Regions from separate parts of the Cricetulus griseus genome. Here region 1 is linked to region 2. Evidence: chromatin contacts called from public Hi-C data. All regions are on one chromosome and are shown on one strand. Each heading gives the region's core, a stretch centred on a gene start, on an enhancer-like site or on the middle of the called end of the contact. The rest is flanking DNA. Distances are from core to core; before and after follow the strand shown. Region 1 overlaps Mboat2 (lysophospholipid acyltransferase 2). Region 2 has its middle 51 kb from the start of Asap2.

What was found. A called contact is a pair of places that touch in the nucleus more often than the background predicts.
Region 1: a Hi-C map of liver shows a contact between it and region 2, with 2.8 times the contacts expected there. The contact joins two enhancer-like sites. A contact is called at or near these places in 5 of 8 Hi-C or Micro-C datasets (the CHK-Q cell line, the CHL-YN cell line, the CHO-K1 cell line and 2 more).

What each region holds. Positions count from the first base shown.
Region 1 is chr7:27,831,686-27,837,681 of CriGri-PICRH-1.0, forward strand. Mboat2 (lysophospholipid acyltransferase 2) reads left to right here. Exons shown (of 13, transcript XM_027424701.2): 9 at 1-8; 10 at 3,083-3,147; 11 at 4,880-5,012. Among named protein-coding and RNA genes, the nearest start is that of Kidins220, 20 kb to the right of the region's middle. Within about 2 kb of position 2,531, at least 1 of the 6 cell types and tissues checked has open chromatin away from gene starts, as enhancers often do.
Region 2 is chr7:27,630,149-27,636,334 of CriGri-PICRH-1.0, forward strand. No RefSeq gene overlaps it. Among named protein-coding and RNA genes, the nearest start is that of Asap2, 51 kb to the left of the region's middle. Within about 2 kb of position 1,338, at least 1 of the 6 cell types and tissues checked has open chromatin away from gene starts, as enhancers often do.

The DNA.
Region 1 (5,996 bases), core at 1,281-3,780, 200 kb after region 2:
AAATAGAGGTTAGTAAATGATTAAGGCATTTACTTATTTGCTTTCATAGTTATGGCAAGCTGTCCTGAGAGTGATGTTAATGGGTGTGGCCACAGTAGTACCCAGACCTTTTTTTTTTTTTATAATAAAGAGTTTATTTGGGCTTACAGAAGGTGGGAGTCCATAATGATGGAGTGAAGACAGTGGCAGGAGTAGGATGCTGAGAGCTCACATCTTGAAGTGTAAGCCTAAAGCAGAGGATGAACTAGAAATGGCATGAGTCTTTAAACTGTTTTAGTCCACCTCCAGTGACACACTTCCTCTAATGACACAGACCTCCTAAACCTCCCAAGAAACACTGTTAACTGGGAATCGAGTGTTCACATGGGTGAGACTATGGGGGACATGTCTCACACATGAATTGGTGTTTATTTTTATACGAAGATTCATGCCTGGTCAAGGTACTGTGAGCCAATGACTGTTGAGTGTTCGGCATTAAACTGGCTGCTCACACCACCCCCTTTCAGGGCTGGTGGGGGAGGGGGTGGAAAGAATGTCAAAGCCAAATGACAGGGAGGAGGACCATGGAATAATACCCCTACTTTCACCCCATATTTACTGATGGTAGACTACCCCCTGGGGGATGCATGAATGAGGCTGGTGACTGAAGGTCCTCAGGAAGCTGTAGAAAGTGCTGGAAAGTAGGTTCTAACCTGGAAGGTGCAGGCATACGGTGTTTGTAAATCTGCATCCGTCTTGGGGAAAGTGAAGTAGGGGGTAACCAGGTGAGGGCCTGGCGGAAGAGCAGCTAGTGAGACTGGAAAGGGCAAGCTGTTCCTGAGGCGGCTGGAGGTGGGGCTGGAGACGCAGAAACAATGCTACACACTGCCTCAAGGCAGTCCCAGCACCCCCCGGGCAGCTCGCTACTGTTTCTGATGCTAGTTCCCAGAATCTGATGCCCTCTTCTGGCTTCTAGAAGCATTACATGCATGTGGTGCATAAACACGCGTCAGAATACTCATAAAATAAAATTAAATAAATACAAATAGGGGAGGGAGAGGAAGTGGGTGGTTGCTGAAGTAAGGTGATGGATGGTTTGGTATTTACAACCTTTGACCTTTTAGCGCCACTCTGAGGAACCTTCCAAACCCTCCCTCTCATAGAGAGACTGTTAGTTTTCCACGTTTTTATGCTTATCCATAAAAAGGGTAGGGTTTTCCCACACCCCGAGAACTGGGTGTTATCCTCCTGGAGATGTGAGTGGTGGGGCTGAGGAGACTTTAGTTTAATTTTCTCTTAAAATGTAAAGGTTAGGGGGCTGGAGAGATGGCGTAGTGGTTAAAAGAACTCACTGTTCTTGTAGAGGACCGGAGTTCAGTTCCTAGCACCCATGTCAGGTAGCTCACAACCACCTGTAACTTCCAGGGATCTGAAACTGTCCTCAGGCCCCTGTGGGCACCTGCACACACGTGTATATATGCAGAGGTACACACACACACACACACACACACACACACACACACACACACACACACACACACACACAGAGAGAGAAGAGAGAGAGAGAGAGAGAGAGAGAGAGAGAGAGAGATTAAAATTACTGTGTGGAAATTATTGACTAGAAAGGAGTTTGAGGATGGAGAGTTTGACACAGTGGAGAGGCCCCTGTGTGTGCGGGAGAGAGATACAGCGGGAGGAGAGGTGGCCACACTAGCCCTGGAGAAGGGCACTTTTGAGATGGAGGGAAGCAGGTGTGCCGTGCAGCATGAAGTCTAATGAGGATGTGAAGTATGGTGAGTTTTGTCTTGAGGTAGGCCAGTATCCGTAGATGGGGGCCAGGTCAGCCTGCCCTGAGGGATTTTCAGGGGCTCTTAAAGTACTTGGTTGACCCATAGGAAATTCCTGATGTTTACTTCTTTTATACACACACACACACACACACACACACACACACACACACACACACACACACACACACACTGCATTGTAATAAGTGTTTTCAAGATGGGCACAGTTGCCATCAAATAGGTTGGGGACCTAGTTACAGCTGAGGATCATGTCTGTATGGGATGTCTGGAATGTCACAGTCATCATCCAGTGGGAATGGTGGGCAGCCTGCCAGTCAATCATGGGGGATGATGGACAGCCTGCCAATCAGAGATCAGGGTTTTGATAGGTAGATGGGTAGGAAAGGAAACTAGACAAGGACATCAAACATTCTTTTTTTTTTTCAAAACAGGGTTTCTCTGTGTAGCTTTGGAGCCTATCCTGGCACTCCCTCTGGAGACTAGGCTGGCCTCGAACTCGCAGAAATCCGCCTGCCTCTGAGTGCTGGGATTAAAGGCGTGCGCCACCAACACCTGGCTCAAAGATCTTAATCCAGTAAATAGACTGTGGGCTCTAAAGTGCTAAAAGGAGTTAGAGACATACCTGCCCACAGTGATTGGCTGTGCGCTTACCGAGTGTGGAGGCCCTTGGTTTGATCTCACCATCCCATAACTGAATAAGAGGAAGGAAGACAGTTGCACAAGATGACAACAGACAAGTTGCAGCCCAGAAATAGACATACACACCCAGGAAGTGCTAGATTTAATAAGATTAGCTTGACCACAGAGGTTTCCCAAGCAAGTGGCCATAGTCTGAGAGTTTCATAGCCCATTGCTGTCTGGAGCCAGTGTGGAGCTGGGGGCGCTTCAAGATCTAGAGTAGCCACAGGGGCCTGAGAAGCAGTGCTGGGTGGCTATGACTGTGGACAGCCTTCACCTAGAAAGAGACAGAATGGAGGGGAGGAGAAGGTGACACCGTTCAGGACACAGAGGCAAGCAGATCACTGTGTGAGCATTCTGGGCTCTGTGAAGACTCTTCTGTATGTATGACCTGGGAGAACATGGCAATGCTCTCCTGGCCACTGATGTTCCCAGAGATACAGAAACTTCCATGGAAGTTGCTTCTGTATTAGAACAGTGTTGAGGAAGAAACCAGTGCTGTGCCATCATTACCCAGCAGTTTTTAGTTTTAACTTCTTACCACATTAAAGCATTATTATGTAGACATAAAGCTTCTTATTTTATTGGCCAAAGAAAATGATCCCTTTGTTTTTCAGATGTCAACAAGTTTTAAGATGTTTCTTGATAACTGGAATATCCAGACAGCTCTTTGGCTCAAAAGGTATGTTCCTTCAAGAGTCACCCTGGGGCATGCTCTGGCATCAGGATTGGGGTTGAGCTTGCTGACTTAACAGTTTTCATTGTCAGTGTGTTGGATGCCATTGTGGTCTTGATTTTACCCAAAATATGCCATTAGCATCCACTGGAGCAAGGCTTGGAACTGAGCCACAAACATCCCTATGTTGGTGTCACCTCATCCTGGTTCAGGCTCTGCTGATGTGTGGGGTAGCCAGTGTTTTCAGCAGCTACTGCTCTTCTGTATTGGAGATTTGGTATTAAAAACAAGCATATACAGGGTGGTGATGGCACATGCCTTTAGTCCCAGCACTCAGGAGGCAGAGGCAGGTGGATCTCTGAGTTTGAGGCCAGACTGGTCTACAGAGCTGGTTCCAGGATAGCTTGGGCTACACAGAAAAAAACCTGTCTTGAAAAGCCAAACCAAACAAAAACACACAACAAAACAGCCAACTCCTGGGCTTGCCTTGGATTTCTGGAACTGAATGAAGTGTTCTTTGTATGTTGGATATGGAACACAAACATGTAGGACAAAAAGACCCATTGTTGTACTCAGGCATCTGTACTGGCCTGCTCTTGGGGTTCTGACAGGATTCGCCCTTAGCTGCAGCCACTAAGAGCACCACCTGTGCACACTCACTACATTCCCTTTTGAAAGGGCCTGCCCACCTCCCATCTTTCTCTCTGTTTCTCTGCCTGTCTCTCTGTCTCTCTTTTTCTCTCCCCTTCCCCGCTCCCTCTCACTCCTCCTTCCCTCTCTCTGCTCCTGCCCCCAGAGGCTGGCCTCTCTTCTCCCCTCCCCTCTTTTTCCATTCACTTCCCCCCAATTAAAAAAACCCCTCCACCCAAGCTCTATTGCTTGACATCTTTCTCTCTGGAGCCACTTTTTAAAATTACAGCACCCAGTCCCCACTCCATAGTTAGAACTCACAGTGTCCTCAACATTATAGCTGGAGGTTGCAGAGATGGCTCAGTAGTTAAGAGCATTTGCTGCTCATGCAGAATTCAACTCTCACCACCCACAAGGTGGTTCATAACAATCTGTAACACCAGTTCCAGAGGATCTGATGCCCTTTTCTAACCTTGACAGGAACCAGGCATGCATGTAATACACATGCAGGCATGTAGGCAAGACATTCATACACACAGAATAAAGTAACCTGAAAAGCAACAACAGCAACAAAATCTTATAGCTGTTCCCTGGAGTGCAGATCCCAAAAGAGAGCAAGACTAGAAGAGCACAGAGAACTGAAAGTCAGATGTGTCTCAGGATGTGAGGTGGAATGGCACACACGACAGGTGCCTCAGGCAGAGTAGCATTGGAGATAATGGATTGGGAGCGATTATCACCAAAGCACAGTGACAATCGAATCCACCTCTTGAGACATACAACATATGTTGTCATCATTGCATCCCAGCCAACCTTCCCAGTGGTTCTGTCTAAGAAAACTTAGACTGAATCCTACTCCCTGCTTTAGGAAAATGAACCTAGTATATAGACTCTCAAATACTGGAAGTGACCATTTTAGTAACTATACATACCTGTGAAAGGATAAGAACAAAGCTTATGCTCATAAGGTGACACTCAGTGACCCAGATAGTGCCCAGGAGAAGTGCTGTTTGCTTTCCCGGCTCCACTAACCCTGTCAGGTCAGAGAAGGACCTGGTGAGCTTTTTAGACTCAGATATGCTCACTCTTGGCTTTCCATGGTTTCTAGGGTGTGTTATGAACGAGCGACCTTCAGTCCAACAACCCAGACCTTCTTTCTCTCTGCCATTTGGCATGGGGTCTACCCAGGATACTATCTGACTTTTCTAACAGGCGTGTTAATGACGTTAGCAGCTCGGGCTGTAAGTATCAACATTTTTGTTTTATAATTCAGTGAGTGAATCTCCATTTCTTTGGCTGTGATCAGCATCATCTGCCCAGGAGAAGTTAGGTTTGTGACTGTGTTTGGAAGTGAGTGTTCACCCATGCCAATCTTCACACTAACTGTACACCAGGAGAGGCCACACACCTGGCATTCGGGAAGTTCTTAAAACTTGTTATGTGTTTTATGATGTTTTCTGAATCAGAGAAAATAAAGATGGTTAGAATGGGTAGGTCTGAGCCTGGTGGTGGCTGTACATGCCTTTAATCCCATCACCCGGTAGTCAGAGGCAGGTGGTTCCCTGTGAGTTTGATGCCAGCCTAGTCCACAGAGTGATTTCCAGGACATCCAGGGCTGGTAAACAGTGAAACCCTGTCTCAAAAAACTAAAAAAAAAAAAAAACAAAGCAAAAACAAAACACACACACACACACACACACAAAACCAAACCCAACAACAACAAAAAACCAAAACAAACAAAAAAGATTGGGTAGGTCTGTTCTTCAAAAATATTTTTGTTTCCTGTGGGCTGCAGCCCTTGAGTCCTCTCTCAGTTCAGAGTGGAGTTTGACCACTCATAGGGAAGGAGATGGGCGGTTCCCAGTGGGAGACACTGTGGATGTGGTTCCATCCTGTAGAGTATTTGCTCAGGGGAACCTGGAGCAGTTTGGGGAAACAATTGAGACAGCTTCATACTATGGGAGAGAAAAGGAGAATAAATTGGTGTAAATATTTGGAAATCAACTAGGGAAGTAATGTGTCAAAATGTATGTTTTAACAAGCTTATTATAGCGCCTTATGGGTAAAATAGCTTTGTCTAACAACCTAGCAGATACTCATTTTGATGTACGGGAGGGAATAGCAAGAAAGAGTTACATAGGCTGTAGCTTCTGGTAGTCAATACCAACTGGAGCGTAGTGGGGGAAAGATCGCATCTTAGGCATGCACATTACTTTAGAAAAGTT
Region 2 (6,186 bases), core at 88-2,587:
CAGCTTTATTCATCAACCAATGAAAGCAACACATATTCACAGCATACAGAAGGACATCCCACATCATCTTAGAATATCTGTGAGGGATTATCTATTAAGTTATTTGGAGTAGGAAGATCAACATCCATCTACCTCTACTTCCAGTCTGTACCTTCCTGCTGCTTCGTGCCTTCCCTCCCACTTGATTACTGCTGTGGCACTTACCCACAGATAGCACCATGGGCTAAGAACGTGTCAAGAATTCTACAAAGAAGAACTCAGTTCACAGTTGCTACCTGAGGAGCAAGTGCTTTTATTTAGCCCATTTTATTGGTGGGGGAAAAGAGGCACAGAAGGCCAGATGGTCTGCCCAAGGTCACACAGCAGTCTGGAGCCACTTTGTACCTCACACTAAAACATATTTGATTTATCGTTACGGATCTCCTGCATTCCCATCTCTGAGTCCCACCTTGTGCTCCGTGTTCTCTGTGCTGAGCAACAGCCATCTTGGGGAGTTCAGCTGTGCCTGCTTGCAAAAGGACCACTCCAGCTGGGTTTATTGATTGCTTATATTCCCTTGTGGAGGAGCGGGGTGGGTCACAAGACCTTGCCTGAGTATCTAGCCACCCTTACCACCTGAGGTATGTATGCAAGGCTCTCCCAGGTGCACAAGGGCCTTGGGGAGGGTTAGAGTACATAGGCTGCTGTCTTAAGGTTTCTATTGCTGTGATGAAAACACCACAAGTAGAGCAACTTGGGGAAGAGAGGGCTTTTTTGGCTTACACTTCCACAACATAGTCCATCACTGAAGGAAATCAGGACAGGGACTCGAACAGGGCAGGAACCTAGAGGCAGGAGCTGATGCAGAGGCCATGGAGCAGAACTGCTTACTGGCTTGCTTCTCACAGCTTGCTCAGCCTGCTTTCTTATAGAACCCAGGACCACCAGTCCAGAGATGGTTCTCCAGAGTGAAGTTCAGCAAATCCTGTTTCTGTTTGTCCTTGGAGCCTTAGGAGGAAGGGTACACCTTGTTTAATTTCTCCAAGGAAGGGGACTTTAGTAGCACTTGTGTAGGTTCAGTTAGTTCCACTTTACAGAGAAAGACGCAGAGGTGTGGGAAGCCGAGATATGGGTCCTAGTTGAGGGTGGGCAGCTAAGATACAAAAATGTCCTTAAACTCCAAACTTTTCCATCATACAGCCACCTAATTACATGGAACTTGTTCCAGGCTTCACCTCTGGTGCCTGGAGCAGGCTTTTGGATGCAGCCCAGACTCCGGAACCAGAGGTGCAGGTTTTGCTAGTCCATTCTGACCGGTTAGAACCAGTCTCTCTTGAGACTGCTGTCAGTTTGAAGTCTAAGTTTCATGTCTTTTGCTTCTGACACCGAGTTTATCTGAAGTTTGCATGAAAGAAGGGGACACTGCCTACTGAGTCACACCCTCCGTGTCCACCATAGGGCTATGTTGTACAGTTGTGCCCAGCCCACAGGGCGACATGCCAGGTGACTTTTGTGCTTGAAAAGGCTCCTGGCCTGGGTGGTGGGGTCTGGACTTTGGAACTATTCTCAGTGGCAATTGCTCAAAACAAGAGCCTGAACTCCAACAGAGGTGAAAGGACAGAGAAACAAGGCCCTGCTGGAGCAAGATGGCGTTATCAGCGATTTTGATTCTCAACCTGTGGGTCGCCAACCCCTTGGCAAACCTGTCTCTGGAAAATACTAAATTGTGATTCAGAACAGTAGCAAAATTACAGTTATGAAGTAGCAATGAAATAATGATACCGTTGGGGGTCGGCACAACATGTGTAACTGTACTAAAGGGTTGAAGCATGAGGAAGGTTGAGAACCAATGCTCTCAATGCTATAGACAGAGATGTGGAGGACAGATAAATGGACTGGTCACAGATACACATGCTGACAAACTTTCTTGTACTTTTCAATGTTTTTGCATGTGTGTATATGTGTGTTTACATATGTGAGACACACATGTATGTGTGGACAGCTCAAGGTAGTCATTGGGTATCTTCCTCCATCACTCTGTATTCAGTCTCTTACTGAACTGGGGCTTGCTTGTTTCCAGCTACGCAGCTTGCCCTGGGATTTGTCTGCCTCCAAGGTGCTGGGATTAATGGTGGCTGCCATACCTGACCAGCTTTTACATGGTTCTGGGGATCTGAATTTTAGTCCTAGGGCTGGAGAGATGGCTCAGAGGTTATGAGCACTGTCTGCTCTTTTAGAGGTCCTGAGTTAAATTCCCAGCATTCACATGGTGGCTTAATGAGATCTGGTGCCCTCTTCTGGCCTGCAGGCTGACATGCAGGCAGAAGACTGTATACCTAATAAATCAATCTTAAAAAAAAAAGTTAACATTTGAATTCCAGTCCTCATGCCTACATGCCATGTGCTTTATGTACCAAGCCATCGTCTCCCCACATCCCAACTCCTTAAAAGGTCAGTTTCCACATTTGGTATTTGAGTAGGGACAGACCAGAGGGAAGCTGTGGCTGGGTCCATGTGTCTGTACTCCAGCTTCAGTTCCTGGTCCTGTCCTGCATAGCTGGAGTGATACTGAAGTCAGGGATAGGGACACTGGTACCCTCCTCACAGTTTGATTATATCTCAAGTGTGTGTGTGTGTGTGTGTGTGTGTGTGTGTGTGTGTGTGTGTGTATGCTATTCTGTGTAGTTTCATGCCATGTGTAGATTTGTGCCATCACCATCACTTCTTGTGGTTCTTCCTGTGCCAATATGGTTAGCAAATAGACTTCCTGGCATAGAACCGTCTGTGGGGTGATAACCAAGGCTCCCCTAGTAACGAGCCTTCCTGCTCTGTCCTCAGCTCTGCACCCTTGTTCAGGCTTTCTCATCAGTCTTGCTTTCAAACACCCTGCCCCCGTGGTACATAGATAACCAATTTAGAAGTGACAATGCACTAGTCCCCGAATTGCATTTACCAGAGAAGGTAAAGTATCAGGAAAGCTTTGCTGGGCCTCATGTTAATTTTGGCTTGGAAAAAAAGAAAATATACTTGTGTGGTTTGTCTATTAGAGTTGACAGCTGCAGATAATGCTAGGAGGGACCCTGAAGTCCCTGCCATGAGGTGAGAGCACAGCCTCATGCACAGGTGACACCATGGGGGTGCCCCTTGTTTTTGGCTAAATTTTACATTTGGGGTCATCTTTCCTTAGAGATAGACTCTGAACTCCCTTGAACGAGGCTTCAGGAAAACGTCCCATCTCCTTCATATCAACGTTGTGCTCTACATATTTTGCATCAGTCACTAGCACATGAATTCTTCCGTCCATTAACGCGAACGGTGGAGCACACACCCAGTGAGAAAAAATTCTTGGATCCCGAAGAAGCGGCCACTGAAATGATGCAGCATCGCCCTCTGGCGGTCTGCCTTAGTATTGCACCCTGGAGTGGCTCTTGCATCTTTGGAATTGAGCCTTGAAAATCTGAGCTCCAAAAGGAGCAGTGAGACAACTCTATCGGCTCCCAGACTAGAGAAGTCTAGGTGGAGGAGCCATGGGTCAAGAGGACCGCGAGATGAAGCTGACAAGGACCCTGACACCTTTGGAAAGAGAGCACAGTAACGGTGGTGACATCTAGGGGCTCTGGGTGAGGCAGCGCGGGGTTTGAGTTCTGAACCTGTCCCTTGTCAGCCACCGGACCTAGAATAGGCTACTCAGACATATTCACTCATTCTATTATGCAGGGTCTTCCTGTGGGCAAAGATGGCCTCAAATTTGAGATTCTTCTCTTGCCCCAGCTTCCCTAGTGCCGTGATAATAGGGGTGAATCGTTATGACTGAATTACTTAAACTTTTGGAAGCCCATCTTTTTGATACAACTGGGAAAACAGGAATAGTAATTTGACTCTACTTAGGCTAATTAGGCCAGCACGATCACTATTAAATGTGAAGTGTGAAGAACATACTAGATCCACTTAATGGACGGTAAATATACTTCTTACTGACGAATAACCAGAGATATAGAAAAGGAGGTGTGGCGATGGGGAAGGTGGCACCAATGAGTCCCAGAAACCAGGTTTTGTAGGATGAGTAGGAGTTTGCCATTCCAAGGGAGAAGGTCTGTCTGATGTATGAACTGTGTGCACAAAGACATTTTAGGTATAGGGTATGGTGTGGATTGAGGCCAGCTTCCCCTACAAGCTGCAGAAGAGCTATACCCTGCAAGTCCTTCACCTCTCCTCGGCTCACCAAGACTTTGTTCCTTTAGGGCAGAACTTCCTCCACTTGCTTGGATGGCCCTGGCTTCCTGACAGTCCTTCCATTTCCTTCCTTCTCCTTCTTCCTTTTTTATCTTTTGTTTTTTGAGAAGGGGTTTCTCTTTGTAACCCTGGCTGTTCTGTAACTCACTCTGTAGACAAGGCTGACCTCAAACTCAGGGATCTGCCTGCCTCTGTCTCCAAGTACTGGTATTAAAGGTTTGCGCCACCACTGCCTGGCCTTCCATTTCTTTTGAGTCCTTCTCTAGATTTGAAAATGGACTCTGGGGCCACCTGGGGTCACTGTGATCCTAGGGGCTGTGTTTGTATTGGCCCTGTTCCCTGGGCTTCTCTGATGCATGTTTCCCTCATCTGCCACCTTCAGAAACAAGATGGCCAACAGGTGGCGCTGTGGGACCAAAACCTGCACGAGACACAAAAACTGAGGACAACATGAGGCAAAGGGGAGGCATAGGAACTGGGAAGCAGGGTCCATCTAAAGACGTTCTGCTTGGTTTGTACTAGCAAACACAGATATAACACCAAACACAGGCACAGAAGTGTGTTCACACATGTCATATCTACTAGTAAAAACGTATGTACACACATATGCATATCTACATTCCCATCAGTGTTGTTATTATTATTATTATTATTATTATTATTATTATTTTGGTTTTTCCAGATAGGGTTTCTCTGTGTACCTTTGGAGTCTGTCTTGGAACTCACTCTGTACACCAGGCTGGCCTTGAACTCACAGAGATCTGCCTGCCTCTGCCTCCCAAGTGCTGGGATTAAAAGTGTGTACCACCACTACCTGGCCTATCAGTGTATTTATTATACACATGTACGTACATGACAGCATACATTGGCTTCTGCCCTCTGAAGGCTGAGGAAGGCAGTGGCTTCTGTCTCTGAAGCCACTAGTGAGTGACTCCAGATCTCCTCTCCCCTCAGACTGCTTTAGTTGCATATAAATGTGATCATAGCATCTTCATAGTGTGCACTTCTAAAACATCGAATTCAGCTGGGACCAAATTATCACAGCAGTCACGAAGATTTGCAAAAACAAAAACAAAACAAAAACAAAAAACAAACAAACAAAACCCAATGCCCTTAACCATCCATCTACAATTTAAAAAGAATGATTTGCTTATTTGCATTGGTGTTTTGCCTGCATGTATGTCTGTGTGAGGGTGTCGGGTCCCCTGAAATTGGAATTACAGACAGTTTGAGCTGCCATGTGGGTGCTGGGAATTGAATCTGGATCCTCTGGAAGAGCAGCCAGTGCTCTTAACTACTGAGCCTTCCCTCCAGCCCCATCTCATTCTTAAATTCAATATGGGTAGCTATGGTTTTCCCTAAAAGAATTCTTACCTGGTTTCTGAATAGGAAACCAGGGTGGGTGTCTGGGAGTAGGATTTGAAAGCCAGAGAGGTAGACCGGCTCTCTCACTCCACAAAAGCTGGGGAAGTTAGTTGGGGGTAGAGCTTGGACTGCTTGCCTCAGCTGGGCATGCCTGTGAGGAATGGCAGTCAGGTGACTGATGCTGAGGGGCAGCTATGGCAGTTAGGAGTGGTGAGACAAGAAGGGACCATCAAGACTGGGGCCACCCACCTTTGTCAGTGGTGATGTTCTGTGGCAGTGAAGAGGCCCCACGCCGATTGTTGTCCTCTGACTCTTCTTACAGTGCAGGGACCAGGACTAAATTAGTGAACCGGGAAAGCACCTGCTGGGCTGCGGAGAAGTCTGGGTTACTACGGATGAAGTACCCTGGTATCTTTGAGAAGACGAGCTCATTGGAGAATCTAGAGGAGCAGCACCCATTGCACAGTCAACGCGGGTGAGACAGGAATCAAGCTATCAGTTACGTTTCTCATTGCCTGCAGAGTAACTTCAAGGAGAAATGATTTATCTTGGCTCACAGTTTTAGAGAGCTCAGTCCATCTTGGCTGGGATAGCATGGTGGAGCAGTCC